2 separate regions of the Mus musculus genome follow, and region 1 is linked to region 2. Evidence: chromatin contacts called from public HiChIP or PLAC-seq data. All regions are on one chromosome and are shown on one strand. The core of a region is the stretch at or near the end of the contact, and the rest is flanking DNA. Distances in the headings are between cores, read along the strand shown. Region 1 holds the start of Ptpn6 (protein tyrosine phosphatase, non-receptor type 6). Region 2 holds the start of C1s1 (complement component 1, s subcomponent 1).

The links. HiChIP or PLAC-seq counts read pairs in DNA pulled down with a chosen protein or histone mark.
Region 1: a contact with region 2 is called in an H3K27ac HiChIP or PLAC-seq map of microglia, with 4 times the contacts expected there. The contact joins the promoter of Ptpn6 here to the promoter of C1s1 in region 2. A contact is called at or near these places in 3 of 39 promoter capture datasets (hippocampal neurons, liver and stem cell-derived epiblast-like cells), 3 of 115 datasets of contacts at active chromatin or transcription factors (bone marrow-derived macrophages, microglia and pancreatic cancer cells) and 3 of 9 other capture datasets (adipose tissue, liver and pancreatic islet).

Annotation. Positions count from the first base shown.
Region 1 is chr6:124,727,974-124,734,734 of GRCm38.p6, reverse strand. Ptpn6 (protein tyrosine phosphatase, non-receptor type 6) reads left to right here and starts at 1,581. Exons shown (of 16, transcript NM_013545.3): 1 at 1,581-1,789; 2 at 1,875-1,997; 3 at 2,241-2,435; 4 at 5,765-5,954; 5 at 6,071-6,187; 6 at 6,285-6,398; 7 at 6,527-6,623. The coding sequence starts at 1,782.
Region 2 is chr6:124,539,954-124,546,120 of GRCm38.p6, reverse strand. It overlaps C1s1 (complement component 1, s subcomponent 1), which reads left to right and starts at 3,762. Exons shown (of 12, transcript NM_001097617.1): 1 at 3,762-3,853; 2 at 4,633-4,788; 3 at 5,125-5,332; 4 at 5,623-5,800. The coding sequence starts at 4,766.

The sequences.
Region 1 (6,761 bases), core at 332-2,831, 190 kb before region 2:
CGAGCCGCATCATTCAGTTTTAAAGAAGTGTAAGGGAGCCAGATGTGGTGGCAACCTCCAGCTACTGGAGAGGTGGAGGCAGGGAGATTACAAATTCAAGGCTACAGAGTGAGTTCCAGATTAGCCTGGGCAATTTAGCTAGACCCTATCTCCAAAAAAGTAAAAAGAGAACTAACAGGGGGTGTGACTCTGTGGTTGAGCCTTTGCCTTGCGAGTTTGAGGTCCTAAGTTCAAACCCTAGGACTGCAGAAGTGTGAAGGGAATCAAATGAATAAGGAAAAGAAATAGGGTGGAAGATGTACACTGCCCAAGGATGCCTGCCCAAGGATGCTCCTCACACTGTTTAAGGGACTGAGAGTCTGGGTTGGTTTTGTTGTTCTTGTTGTTGAAACAGGTCTCACTATATAGCGCTAGATATCCTGGAACTCACTGTATAGACCAAGTTGGCCTCAAACTCACAGAGAGCTGCCTGCCTATGCCTCCCAAGTGTTGGGATTAAAGGCATGGGTTACCATGCCCAGCTAGGACTGGGGTTCTAATTTCAGTATTATAAAACAAACAAACAAACAAACAAACAAACAAACCAAAACTAACCAATCAAAACACCTCAGACAATAAACCCTTAAAAGATATAAGGTGCTCTGTCCCATCTCCCTTCTCCAGCAGCCTGTGTCCCTTGCTAAGGAAGATACCAATATAAATTGGGCAGCTTGTTTCCCCTCTGGTCTTGGCTTGGTAGTATTTGCATCTTTTTTTGTATTCATCCTGGGGTTTACATACACAAGGTCCCATAAGCCTGAAGGCTGAGCGCTCCTAAAGTTTAAAGCCCTCCCTGTGAGCGTCTGCCCTTGTTGGGACCCTGGCCATAAACCCTAACCTTTAGGAGATACCTTCCCACCCCACCCCTCCCTGCTGACAGTCAGGGTATAGGAAGGAGGCCTAGGCCCATGATGACAGAGCTGCACAAGGTTGCTTTGTGGGGGCTCTCAGCTGTGATGATAGCATCTCCTTTGGACAAGGAGTCTATTGACTACTGTTCTTTGGGTCCTGAGGGCTGGCAAGCAGAATTCAAAAGTCATTGGCTTTGAAACTATTTAGGTCTGAATCCTGCAACTCACTAAGGGTAAGACCTGGGGGCAATTCCTCAAACTTCTTGGCCTCAGTTTCCTTGTCTGTGAAGTGGGGATAAAGATAGTGCCTGAGGAATGAGGCCCTGGTGACCTGTAACTCACAGGAGGCATGAAAATGACATTGTAGCAATGAGTCTGGCAGGCTGCGACACTCCATTAAATGACGGTGCCACTGCACACGATCATTATTAGACTGTGCCTAAGAATAATTCTGAGTAGAGGCAGCTGCTGGAGGAGGAAGGGTTGACCTGATAATGTGGATATTCACTGTGCGTGACTCTTGACCTGCCACACGTGTGCCTTACCTCTTGAGTCATGAATATTTACTGCCTTGCCCCTGTGCCTTTGTTGGCAGACTGTGGGAAGTGGGCCCTCCCCCACCCTGCCACCCTCCAGCTCCTCTTCCCTCGCTCTGAAAAGAGAAGTTCTAGTGAGTTCCCCTAAGGGGTCGGCCGCGCCCCTTCCTGTCTCCGCCCTGCTGGCTGCCCCAGGCCAGTAGAGTGGTAGCCCGGGGAGCAGGACTGCAGGTTGGCTTTGGAGGCCTGGGCTCTGAGAGCCTTGCCTGAGGCTCATCTCTAGAGTTTGTACGTGCCTGCCCAGACAAACTGTTCCCTCCACATTTTCTGCAGCCAATTCAGTGAGAACCCCAGGATGGTGAGGTAAGGGCCTGGGACCCATGGAGGATAGGAAACAAGGGTGGCTGGAGCCCTGGGGATATTCCCTCACTGCCCTGTGCACTTTTAGGTGGTTTCACCGGGACCTCAGCGGGCCTGATGCAGAGACCCTGCTGAAGGGCCGGGGAGTCCCTGGGAGCTTCCTGGCTCGGCCCAGCCGCAAGAACCAGGGTGACTTCTCCCTCTCAGTCAGGTGGGTGGCCCTCCCTGCACCTTGGCAGCTCATTGTGTGGGTCCGGAGCATTCCTGGGTTCCCTGGGTTGTGTTGTCTCCTCATGATACATTTCTTCCCTTCTGTCCCTGCCTGTCGCCCTAGCATGTGCCCATAACTGTCTATGTCTACTCCATGCCTATGTGCTTTTGCATCGAGACCCCTGTCCCCCCAAGCCCACCCCGCTGCTGCTCATGTATCTCACTACCTGGTGGTGCCTCGCAGGGTGGATGATCAGGTGACTCATATTCGGATCCAGAACTCAGGGGACTTCTATGACCTGTACGGAGGGGAGAAGTTTGCGACGCTGACAGAGCTGGTCGAGTATTACACGCAGCAGCAGGGCATCCTGCAGGACCGAGATGGCACCATCATCCACCTTAAGTACCCACTGAACTGCTCGGACCCCACCAGTGAGAGGTGAGGGGCATTGCAGGTTGGCCCTGTCCCTTGAGATAAGTGGACATCCAGACCAGGTGTCCTTCTGTTCCCAGTCCGTTCTTCATCCCTGATCTTCCACACCTGTTCTCTCAGTGTTCTCAGCCTCTTCCCTCTGTAGGCTGATGATTCCCATGTATCTAACCAATCCCCTGTCCCCTGAGGAAGCCAGAGAAGGGTTCCCCTTGCCTTCCTGCAGGGTTCCTGCTGCCTAGCAACCTCATCCTGAGAGTAACAGAGAGGCCACTCCTTGTCTCTGGTGTTTCTCATCAGGTCGGCCCTATTACTAGAAAGCTTGTCCTACCATGGAACTCTGGTGCCTTCTTCCAGCCCTCTACACAGCCTGGGGCTCTAGGTCCCTGTCTTAATAAGGTCTTAGAGGTCCACTGGTACTGGGGTACTCAGGGACTTCTCTCAGCATCACACTGAGGTGGGGCTGGACAGAGCTTGGTGAAAGCAAGGTCGCTGAGGTGGTCACAGGTAGAGAAGGGCCCAGGCTTATCTGACTTAAGGAGACCCTCAGGATATCCCCAACTAGTGCTGCAAAGACACGGCCCCCATAGCTGGGCTGGCTGTTCTCTTGTGGTCTTCTCAGAGCATGTGCAAAGGGAAGGTTATGGAGATAAATGTCCCTCATTCATTACACTGGGGCTCGTCTTAGCTGTATAGCACAGGGACTGACTGGCAACCCCTATTAACTCAGGGTTTTCTTATGGACTCTGGGGCTCTGCGTACCTGTTCCTGTCCTGTGTCTGTGTATTTACAGTTGAAATGATTCCGAACTTGATCCCCACACCCTTCTCTGCTGGGGCCTGAACCCGGGGCCTTGTCTGAGTTGAGTGAGCGCTTTGCCACTAGCTACCTTCCACGCAGTTTTAAAGTCTGTTTTGAGATTCGTGCCTACAAACTTAGCTCAATAGTTTTGTTCACAAGTTACTGACTAAAACTGAGGACTGAAGGTCTAGGGACTGTGGCTCAGGTGGTGAGTGCTTGCCTGCCATGCATTAAACACTGGGTTCTATTCCCTGTCGTGCATAAACCTAGTGTGAGTGACACGTGCCTGTGAGCCCAGGTGGAGGCAGGAAGACCAGAAGAAGGTCAAGTTTATCCTCCATTCCATAGCAAGTTTGAGGCCGGATAGGGCTCCATGAGACCTTGACTTAAACTAAAACAAGCGGAGTGGAGGTGGTACCATAGGCCTTTTATCCCAGCACTCAAAAGAGGCAGGGGAAGGTGGATGTCTGGAAGTTCAAGGCCAGCCTGGTCTATCAAGTAAGTTCCAGTACAGCCAGGGCTCCACAGAGAAACCTTGTCTTGAAAAACCAAAACCCCCAAACAAAACAACAAAAAAACTCCAACCCAAACAAACAAACAAACAACCAACCAAAAAAAACCCTCAAAACACAAAGAAAACCACAAACAAACAAACAAAGAAGCTGGAGGACACTCCCTAGAAGGCTTTCCTCTTCTGCTGGTGAGTGGGAAGGGAGGGCCTGCCCCAGGTTGTCTCTCCTCTCCTATCCTACCTGCAGCCCTCAGGATGGTTTGGCCTCTCTCTCAGATTCGCTTTGAGCCCCTTGTTTTCTCTTTGTTGCTGACTCAAGCCAGGATGCGCCCTGCTAGAGTAGACCATGGAGGTACAGCTGAATGGTGGCTGCAGTGTTCCCTGTGATCAGGAAGGAGGTGGGAGCTAAACAGGTGTTAGGAGAACAGGCCAGGGCAGTGGGGAAGCACAGGACACCCTGTGGATGATACCCTCTGACAGGGCTGCGGAGGACTCCAAGGGACACTTTGGATGGCCATTTGGGAAGAAGCTGTCTCATCCCTAACCTTAGTGTGTGTGGAAGCCATGACCCAATGGCTCCTCTCTTTGCCCCTCCTCTTCTGGGAAATTTGCATTTGTCCCCTCAATAGTGAACTCTCTGCCTGTGGTCTGTTCACATTTGCATGGAGACTTCCTCATCCTGTCCCTGAGGGAAGGAGCTGAGCCCCCTCACATTGCTTGGGGTCTCTGGCCTGTTCCTGAGGTGGGCTAGGATGGCCCAGGAGGCCTGGGTTGGGGTAGGAACCTCTGAAGGCCTTGAGCTATGGTGTCCTCTGGACAGAGTTGAGAAGGACCAAGAGGACTGAGCCCCACTCCACCCCCCCCCCAATCCTTGCGGTTGGAAAATGCTCTCCCCCCCACCCCCCGAGCTGAAGAAACCTCACAACCTCACTTCTCACTCTCTCCCCAGAAGGAGTTTTGTGTTTTTTCCATCACGTGGTTTCCTGTGAGGCTAGGCATTGTGGGGCTACAGTTTCCTCCTGGGAAGAGGACCTTCACGGACCGGTCCTTAGTTCTGCTTTCTGCCCTGCAGCCCCTCGGAGCTCCTTGGAGCCCCTTTGAACCTCTGGAACCCTGAAACTACTCTCTCCTCAGTGGGATATTTGTGCCTCCCCCTCCCACAAATGCGTTTTCCATCAGTCCTTCTGGACTTGTGTCTCCTCTTGACACCCACTGCCTTCTGTGGTTTGGGTCAATCTACGTTTTTCTGTCCCTCCTTTTAACTCAGTCTGTTTCATGGGGACACTTCATTTTGTCCCTCCAAATATTCTGGATACCGTCTTTCTGTTTCTTGTGAACAGTCAAGAGAGGCTTTGGCTAGAGCCCTTCCTTTTTTCCTCCCCCCCCCACTCCCTCCCTCCCTCCCTCCCTCTATCCCTTCCTTTCTCTTTTGGAGACAGAAACTTCGCTTTTTTTTAAGACAGCCTCTAGCTCAGGCTGGCTTGGAATTCACCCTGTAGACCAGGCTAGCCTCAAACTTACAGTGATCCCTCTTGCTTCTGCCAACCCAGGGCTGTAATTACAGGTATATATCACCAGGCCTGGCTGTTTGTTTTGTTTTTGAGATAGGGTCCCACTGTGTAGCTCAGGCTGGCCTGAAACTTAACACATAGAGCAGGCTAGCCTCATTGAGACAGTTCTTCTGCACAGCCGACTGAATGCTGGGATTATAAGAGTAGCTGTCATTGTCTGCTATTTATTTATTCATTTGTGTGTTTCTAGAAGGTGAGCCTTAAAGGTATGTTTGTGTAGATCCCGCTGGTCTTAAATTTACGACCATCCTCATGTCTCCTAAGGAGTTGGAATTCTAGCTCCAAGCTGGGGTAATAGCACAAAGTCTATCTTTTTCCTCACAACATTTTCTGAGTTAGTAACAGATCTGAATGTAGTGGTGGATTTGAAAGCTTGTAGCTCAAGCCTGGCAGGTAGCAGGCCTCTGTGCCCACTCTGGGACCTGGTTACCATCTTCGCCATGTACTTTCTCTAGGTGGTACCACGGCCACATATCTGGAGGGCAGGCGGAGTCACTGCTGCAGGCCAAGGGCGAGCCCTGGACATTTCTTGTGCGTGAGAGTCTCAGCCAACCTGGTGATTTTGTGCTCTCTGTGCTCAATGACCAGCCCAAGGCTGGCCCAGGTTCCCCGCTCAGGGTCACTCATATCAAGGTTATGTGTGAGGTGAGTCAGCCAGGCTGTGGGGTGGCCTCACGCTGGAGCTTCAGTGGACTTAAGGCTGGGGGTGCCACGAGGGGGGACTCAGCCCTGAAGGGTGGCCTTACTTGGTGTCCCTTCAGGGTGGACGCTATACTGTGGGTGGCTCAGAGACGTTTGACAGCCTCACAGACCTGGTGGAGCACTTCAAGAAGACAGGGATTGAGGAGGCCTCGGGTGCCTTTGTCTACCTGCGGCAGGTGAGGGGCCGACATGCTTGCCTCTTCCCCTGAGCCATCGGAGATGTGGCTTTCTGAGGTCTCTCGGCCGCTGACTTCTCGTCCTCCCTCACCTCAGCCTTACTACGCTACTCGGGTAAACGCAGCTGACATTGAGAATCGGGTCTTGGAACTGAACAAGAAGCAGGAGTCGGAGGACACAGCCAAGGCTGGCTTCTGGGAGGAGTTTGAGGTGTGTGGTGGGGACAGCAGGGCTGGGATGGATGAGGTCACCTTGCCTTCTTTATATGCCTCTGACCTATGGCCTCTGCGACCGTGGATGCAACCTTGGGCGGGGGACTCAGTTCTCTGACATTTCAGAGTCTACAAAAGCAGGAGGTAAAGAATCTACACCAACGTCTGGAAGGGCAGCGGCCAGAGAACAAGAGCAAGAACCGCTACAAGAACATTCTTCCCTGTGAGCGCCAGCAGCCCTGCCCGCCCTCACTGCCTCCCATAGACTCCCACCCCACCCCGTCCCCACTGGCCAGCAGAGCTCTCCTCCCCCAGGAGGCCTCTTCTTTAGTTCCTAAGAGCCTCCCTACAACTACCAGGC
Region 2 (6,167 bases), core at 2,513-5,012:
TAATTCTCCTTAAAAGGGACGGGGTTTCGCCATTCTCTCTCTTGCTCTGGCTCTTGCTTCTTGCTCCTGAAGATGTAAGCAATAAAGCTCTTGCGCTCTTGTGCTCTTGCCCTCTCTCTTGCTCTCTTGCGCTCTGGCTCCTAAAGATGTAAGCAATAGAGCTCTTGCTCTCTTGCTCTCTGGCTCCTGAAGATGTAAGCAATAAAGCTTTGCCGCAGAAGATTCCGGTTTGTTGCGTTTTTCCTGGTCGGTCGCGAGAATGCGTGTAAGACTGCCCTAGGAGGAAAATGCTTTAAAACAGTAATTTTATGAAAGTCATTGGTAGGAGTCACAAAAGAGATGCCTATCTGAAATACCTGGAAAGAGTCGATGAATGACTGTCCAATAGGCCAGAGAGATGGCTCAGATGTTAAGAGCAATGGCTTCCCGTCCAGGGAAACAGGTTCAATTCCCCTGCACCCACAAGGAGGCTCACAACAGGCTATTTAACTCCAATGGAATCTGCTGCCCTCTCCTGTCATTTTCAGGCACTGAAATGTATGTAGTAAGGTAAGGCATAAATAAATAAAACTCACACAGAAATAAAGGTTAAAAAAGAGAGTATTCTTTTGTAGAAGATGCTCTATGAGGTGGAGCTGCCCAACCAGTGATGGGGTTCTGAGGACTGGGCTCCAGGTTAAAATAGAAACCAAAAAGTTCCACCCAAGAGTGTCCATGGAGGTGGGGATGGCTTCAGAGCCCCCGAGGATCAGAATTTCAAGACAGCAGGAAATAGAAACGGAGTTCTTTGGAAAAGTGGTTTTTTTCTTTTCCTTTTTAAAGCTCATTTTGGTGGTTAACCACAGATTTGTGGGAGGCAGAGGCACAGGGATATCTGAGTTTGGGGCAGCCTGGTTGAGAAGGGTAAGGGGAGGGACAGAGGAAGGAATCCAGAACACTCAAAAAAAAAAAAAAAAAAAACCCAAAATCCAAAACAAAAAACAAACCCTGGTGGTGGTAGTGGTGGGGAACAAGTCTTTAATTCCAGCAAGTGGGAGGCAGACGCAGGCAGATCTCCTCCAAATTTGAGGCCAGCCTGGTCTACGCAGAGAAATTCTGTTTTGAAAAAAACAAACAAAAAACAAGAAATAAACAAATAAATAAAAACAGTAAAAAAAGTTTGTAAACCCTTATTTTAAGTATAAGCGGCAGTGAGGAAGGAAATAGACACACCAAGGAGAAAGGTGTGGGCTTCTCAAAGAAGAGACACGTTTGAGTGTCTGTCACAGCTGTAGGTACTCGTTTTGGTGGATCAGGACCCCGAATGAGGACACTGCGTTTCCTAGCACTGGATAGGGTCAGGGCTGATAGGTAAAACCTAGGTTACAAGAAATGCAAGATTCTTTTTAAGCATTTTTTTTTTAAGCCATGTTTTAATTTTCAACACTAGATGGCTGCCTTGTGGCAGGAACATGCTTCCAGCTGGACACTGGGTTTGGGATGGGGGCAGGGCTGTGGGTGATGGAGAGGATTCTACTGTACTGTATTTGAGAGGGGAAAATGAAAGTGTGCAAGCCCCAGCTCTTCCACAGTGACTGGACAGGGAAACCGACTTCCCTGATCTCCCAGCTCTCAGAGAGAGGACGCTTGCCTCTCAAGCATGTGGCAGTGGCGGTGGTGGTGGTGGGGTGGCTGAAAGGCCTACCTGTGGAGCTTAGAGGCATAGGAAGGTCGCTCAGTTGAAACAGCCATTGCTGTCCTTGTGATCTGTCATAAGAGTCTCTGTTTTTAACATTGTCATGTCTCCCAGGGTGGTCCCACCATGAGAGCTCTGTGACTAGGACTTCGCTGGTAGTCTCTTCTTCTTGTGTGAAGACCTAGCAGTTTTTATCTGTGGCTTGGTCTTGGTCTTGGCCACCGCCTTGAACGCAGGCATGAGCATCTTGGGCTCTCCCAGGACTTGAGCACATTAACTCCACAGGCAGGCCCATGAGCCCCATCCTGTCCCACACTTGGAGCTGGATGAAGTGGGCCCTACTGCAGGCTTGGCAGCAGGTTTAGAGATACATAGCCCTCCATGTTTCTTCCCAGGGATACCCTTCTTTTAAAGAATGATATTCAGTAGCCAAAGGGCAGTGTGCTAATGGGGGGATGATGCCCCCATATCTCTCTGTCTCTCTCCCCCTCTCTCTCTGTCTCTCTGTCTCTGTCTGTCTGTCTGTCTGTCTCTGTCTCACTCTGTCTCTCTGTCTCTCTCTGTCTCTGTCTCTCTCTGTCTCTCTTTCTGTGTATGAGGGGGAGGGGGAGGAGGAGGAGGAGGAAGAGCAACGTTCATTACTATTTAAAATTTTTCTTTTAGATTTAATTATTTGATTTTATGTGTATGAGCATTTTGCCTGCATATATGTATGTGTTCGACATGAATGCCTGGTGGCCATAGAGACCAGAAGGTGTCAGGTTTCCTGGAACCAGAATTACATCGAAAGTTGTGAGCCAGTGAGATGGCTCAGTGGTTAAGTACACTGACTGCTCTTCCAAAGGTCCTGAGTTCAAATCCCAGCAACCATGTGGTGGCTCACAACCATCCGTAATGAGATCTGATGCACTCTTCTGGTGTGTCTGAAGACAGCTACAGTGTACTTACATATAATAATAATAAACAAATCTTTAAAAAAGAAAAGAAAAAAATGTTGTGAGCCACCATGCCAGTGCTGGGACTTGAACCTGGGTCCTCTGGAAGAACAGCAGTGCTCTTCACCTCAGAACCATCTTTTCATGTCTTTGTTAATAAATAATTTCCAAATGGACTTAGAATGATGCTTGAGGGCAAATGTATTAGAATTGGAGAAACAACATTAGGCAAGCCTTTTTGGATCTTAGGTAGCCCAGGTTGACCTCCAAATGACTATATAAAGAAAGACTGTCCCTGATTTTCTGATAGCTCCTGGCTTCACTTCCTAAGTACTGAGGTCATAGCTGTGCATCAAATTAAACAAGAAACAAATGTACTATACAGAACTAGCCAGCCTGATATTCTCTATGTAGTCCAGGCTAGACTCAGATTCTCAGAAATTCTTCTCCTGGACTTACAGGCATTAACCACCTTGCCCAGCCTTGAGATGGGACTTTCGGGACGAAGAAACTTTGAGTGCACATGCCGTCTAGGTGTAAATTGTCTCGAAGGCAGGATGAGTTGCATTTATGTATTAATTAAAGAAAGAATTGCATTGGCATGTTCTCAGAAGACAGCTTGCAGGAACTGTTGGTTCACCTATGATGTGGGTCCCAGGGGATGTAGAGTTCATGTCTTTCTGCCTGGAGGTAGGTACCTTTCTAAGCTGAGCTATCTTGCCTCCTAGAGCCTCCAGACAATGGCTTCTACTTCTGATGACTCTCTTCCTTTGATTCATGAATCACACAGAGGGTTGGACTTTCTGAGTTTAGTTTTCGTCCCTCCTGTTAAGCCTTCCCTCCTTAAGAAGATAAATCACCTGACTTCCTCAAAAGCTCTGAAACACACCCTTTGGCTGTAAGAGAGAATTAGGCAATCTCAAAATTCCCCATTCCCCCCTTTTGCTCTGGACCTCTCAGCCCAGCAAAGCTGGTGCAGTTCTTGTTTTAAACGCAGAGGGCACTCTAAGATCAAGGCTGATTACTCTTAACTAGATTGTGATCTCCCAGCCCCCTCTGTTTGGAACAGGGAATTTTGGACATGCAAAAACACACTCCCTTAGGGAATCTTTAGAGCAAACAGAACAGGGAGGTGGGGAGGAGCTTCCTGCAAAGGCCACTCCCTCTGGAGCTGCAGGGGCTTAACTGCATGACCAGAGGCAGGAGAGGAGGCTGGCCCACTTGTTCCCATCAGCTCCTGAAGGTAACAACTTTAAGAGCAAGCCTTAAAGAGAGAAGCTTTGATGAAGGAAGAGGGAAAGACAAGGAACCATGTACAGTAAGGTTTGGAGCAAAGATGGAGGGTTGGAAGGAGCTCAGCGAGAGGTCAGAATACAGACACGGGTTCTCACATGTAGGACCCAGCCCCACCCCACAACAGCCTCATCCTTTCACACAGCAGTGTTTCAGGGGTCAGAGGCAATTTGTGAAAGACTTTTCTGGGAACTATGGGAAGATACCTTGCTCTTTAAGCAAAGGACAAAACAAACCAACTCGAGAAAAGTAAGGGAAAGCATATCTGAATGTCCTGACTTTTCTCAGCTTTCCCTTTTCCAGCACTCTGCATCCTATCACCACACGGCCGGCCATACTTTCTTTCTGATTAGCGTCTCCCAAGGTCCCTTCCTGTCCCTACTGAAGGAAACACTTTCCTCCTTCAGTGGCCATTGGGCCACCAGCAGAAGCAACACCTGTAATAGCTTGTCAAAGGGGGCAGGCTTGAATGGGAGAGGATCTGTCTGGAAGCTCCAGCCTGTTTGGAAATGCAGAGACCGATGCAAGGGGCCAGGAGTGGGTGGAGGAGGACACAAAAGACAGGGAGAAACTCCTCACTCAATTGTAGGAATATTGGAAGATGTTTGGGGACAGGGTTAATTGAGGGCTGGTCTGGGAAGTTAGTCTAAATCTCACTGGGGAGGGTGTCATGGTATCATGTGATGACCATTCCTGACAGGTACCTATTTCTATGGTATTCTTTCAAAGGTGACACTGAGCCCTGGGTGGTCCCTCACTACCAAAGCAAGCACCTGTATTTGTCAGATAAAGACAGCCAGGACTGCTGACTGCCCTTTACCTCCAAAATCAGAGAGCCAGAGAGCCAGAGAGCCAGAGAGCCATGGGCAAATCGCCAGGGATGTGGTAAGTGATCAGGTATCTACAGAAATGACTCCATCTCTACCTTTTTTCTCTCTTTCACAGTTTTGGGACAGTGTGTCACTATGCAGCCCAAGCTGGCGTAACATCACCCTTCCTCTGTCCCCAGAGTGCTGGACTTAGACACAGGCCTGTTGTATGTGATTTCCCATTTCTCTAGAAAGAGCTCAGATATGAACCTTGACTTTTAATTATTTATTTATTTATTCTGTATATATTTGTTTATTCCATGACATGTTGGCTGCCTAACGGTCAGAGTTCTGCATGAAGCCATCGGTTCCCGGCTTCCCACCTCTGTGTGACTTTTTTTTCCTCTTCCAGGTGTTTGGTCCTGTTTTCTCTTTTGGCATCATTTTCTGCTGAGCCCACCATGCATGGGGAGATCCTGTCCCCTAATTATCCCCAGGCGTACCCCAATGACGTCGTGAAATCTTGGGACATTGAAGTCCCAGAGGGGTTTGGGATTCACCTTTACTTTACCCATGTGGACATAGAGCCGTCAGAGAGCTGTGCATACGACTCAGTGCAGGTATATTACAGCACAGGAGGGAGAGGGATGGGAGGAGCGGGGGGGGGATGGAGGAATGAGAGGATTTAGGGGGCTGTGTGTTGTCAAGCCGTCCTATGGGGTAGGGGCATGGCTCAATGGCAGGGTACTTGCCATGCAAGGACATGTCCCTGAGTTTGGTCCCCAGCACTGGGGGAACATGAGGTGGGGGTGGGGGAGACAGACCGGACAGACAGACGGAGCTGGAGATCGGGAGTAAAGGTTCTGCTCTCTTTGCCCATTCTCAGTTTTACATTTCCTTCTTCTCTTAGATAATCTCAGGAGACATCGAGGAAGGGAGACTCTGTGGCCAGAGGACCAGCAAGAGCCCCAACTCCCCCATTATAGAAGAGTTTCAGTTCCCATACAATAAACTTCAGGTGGTCTTTACCTCAGACTTCTCCAACGAAGAACGGTTTACGGGCTTTGCAGCATACTACACTGCCATAGGTAAGGCATCCGTCTGTACGTGACATCTGGATCAAACTAAAAGATGGGAGGCAGGTAAAGGACCACGCAGTGCATGAAATGAGGATTCTGTTTTCTCTCTTTGAGTCATAGTCTGGCTATGCAGCCATGGGTGGACACTCCAAGACTCCAGCTTTGTGCCACTGCCCCCGGGCTGCTTACATCTTTAATGAATGTTGACTTGCCCTGGGTCTGCTTAGGAATTGCCTTGCCTTTGTGTGACTTTATCGCATGTTAGTGGTGGTAAAGCAGATAATGAGACTGAGAACCACTGAGAAATGGTTCTCTATCAGGAGGCTTGCTTACATGAATGCAACCTTCACCTCAATTCTGCAGTGTGGTCGGCATG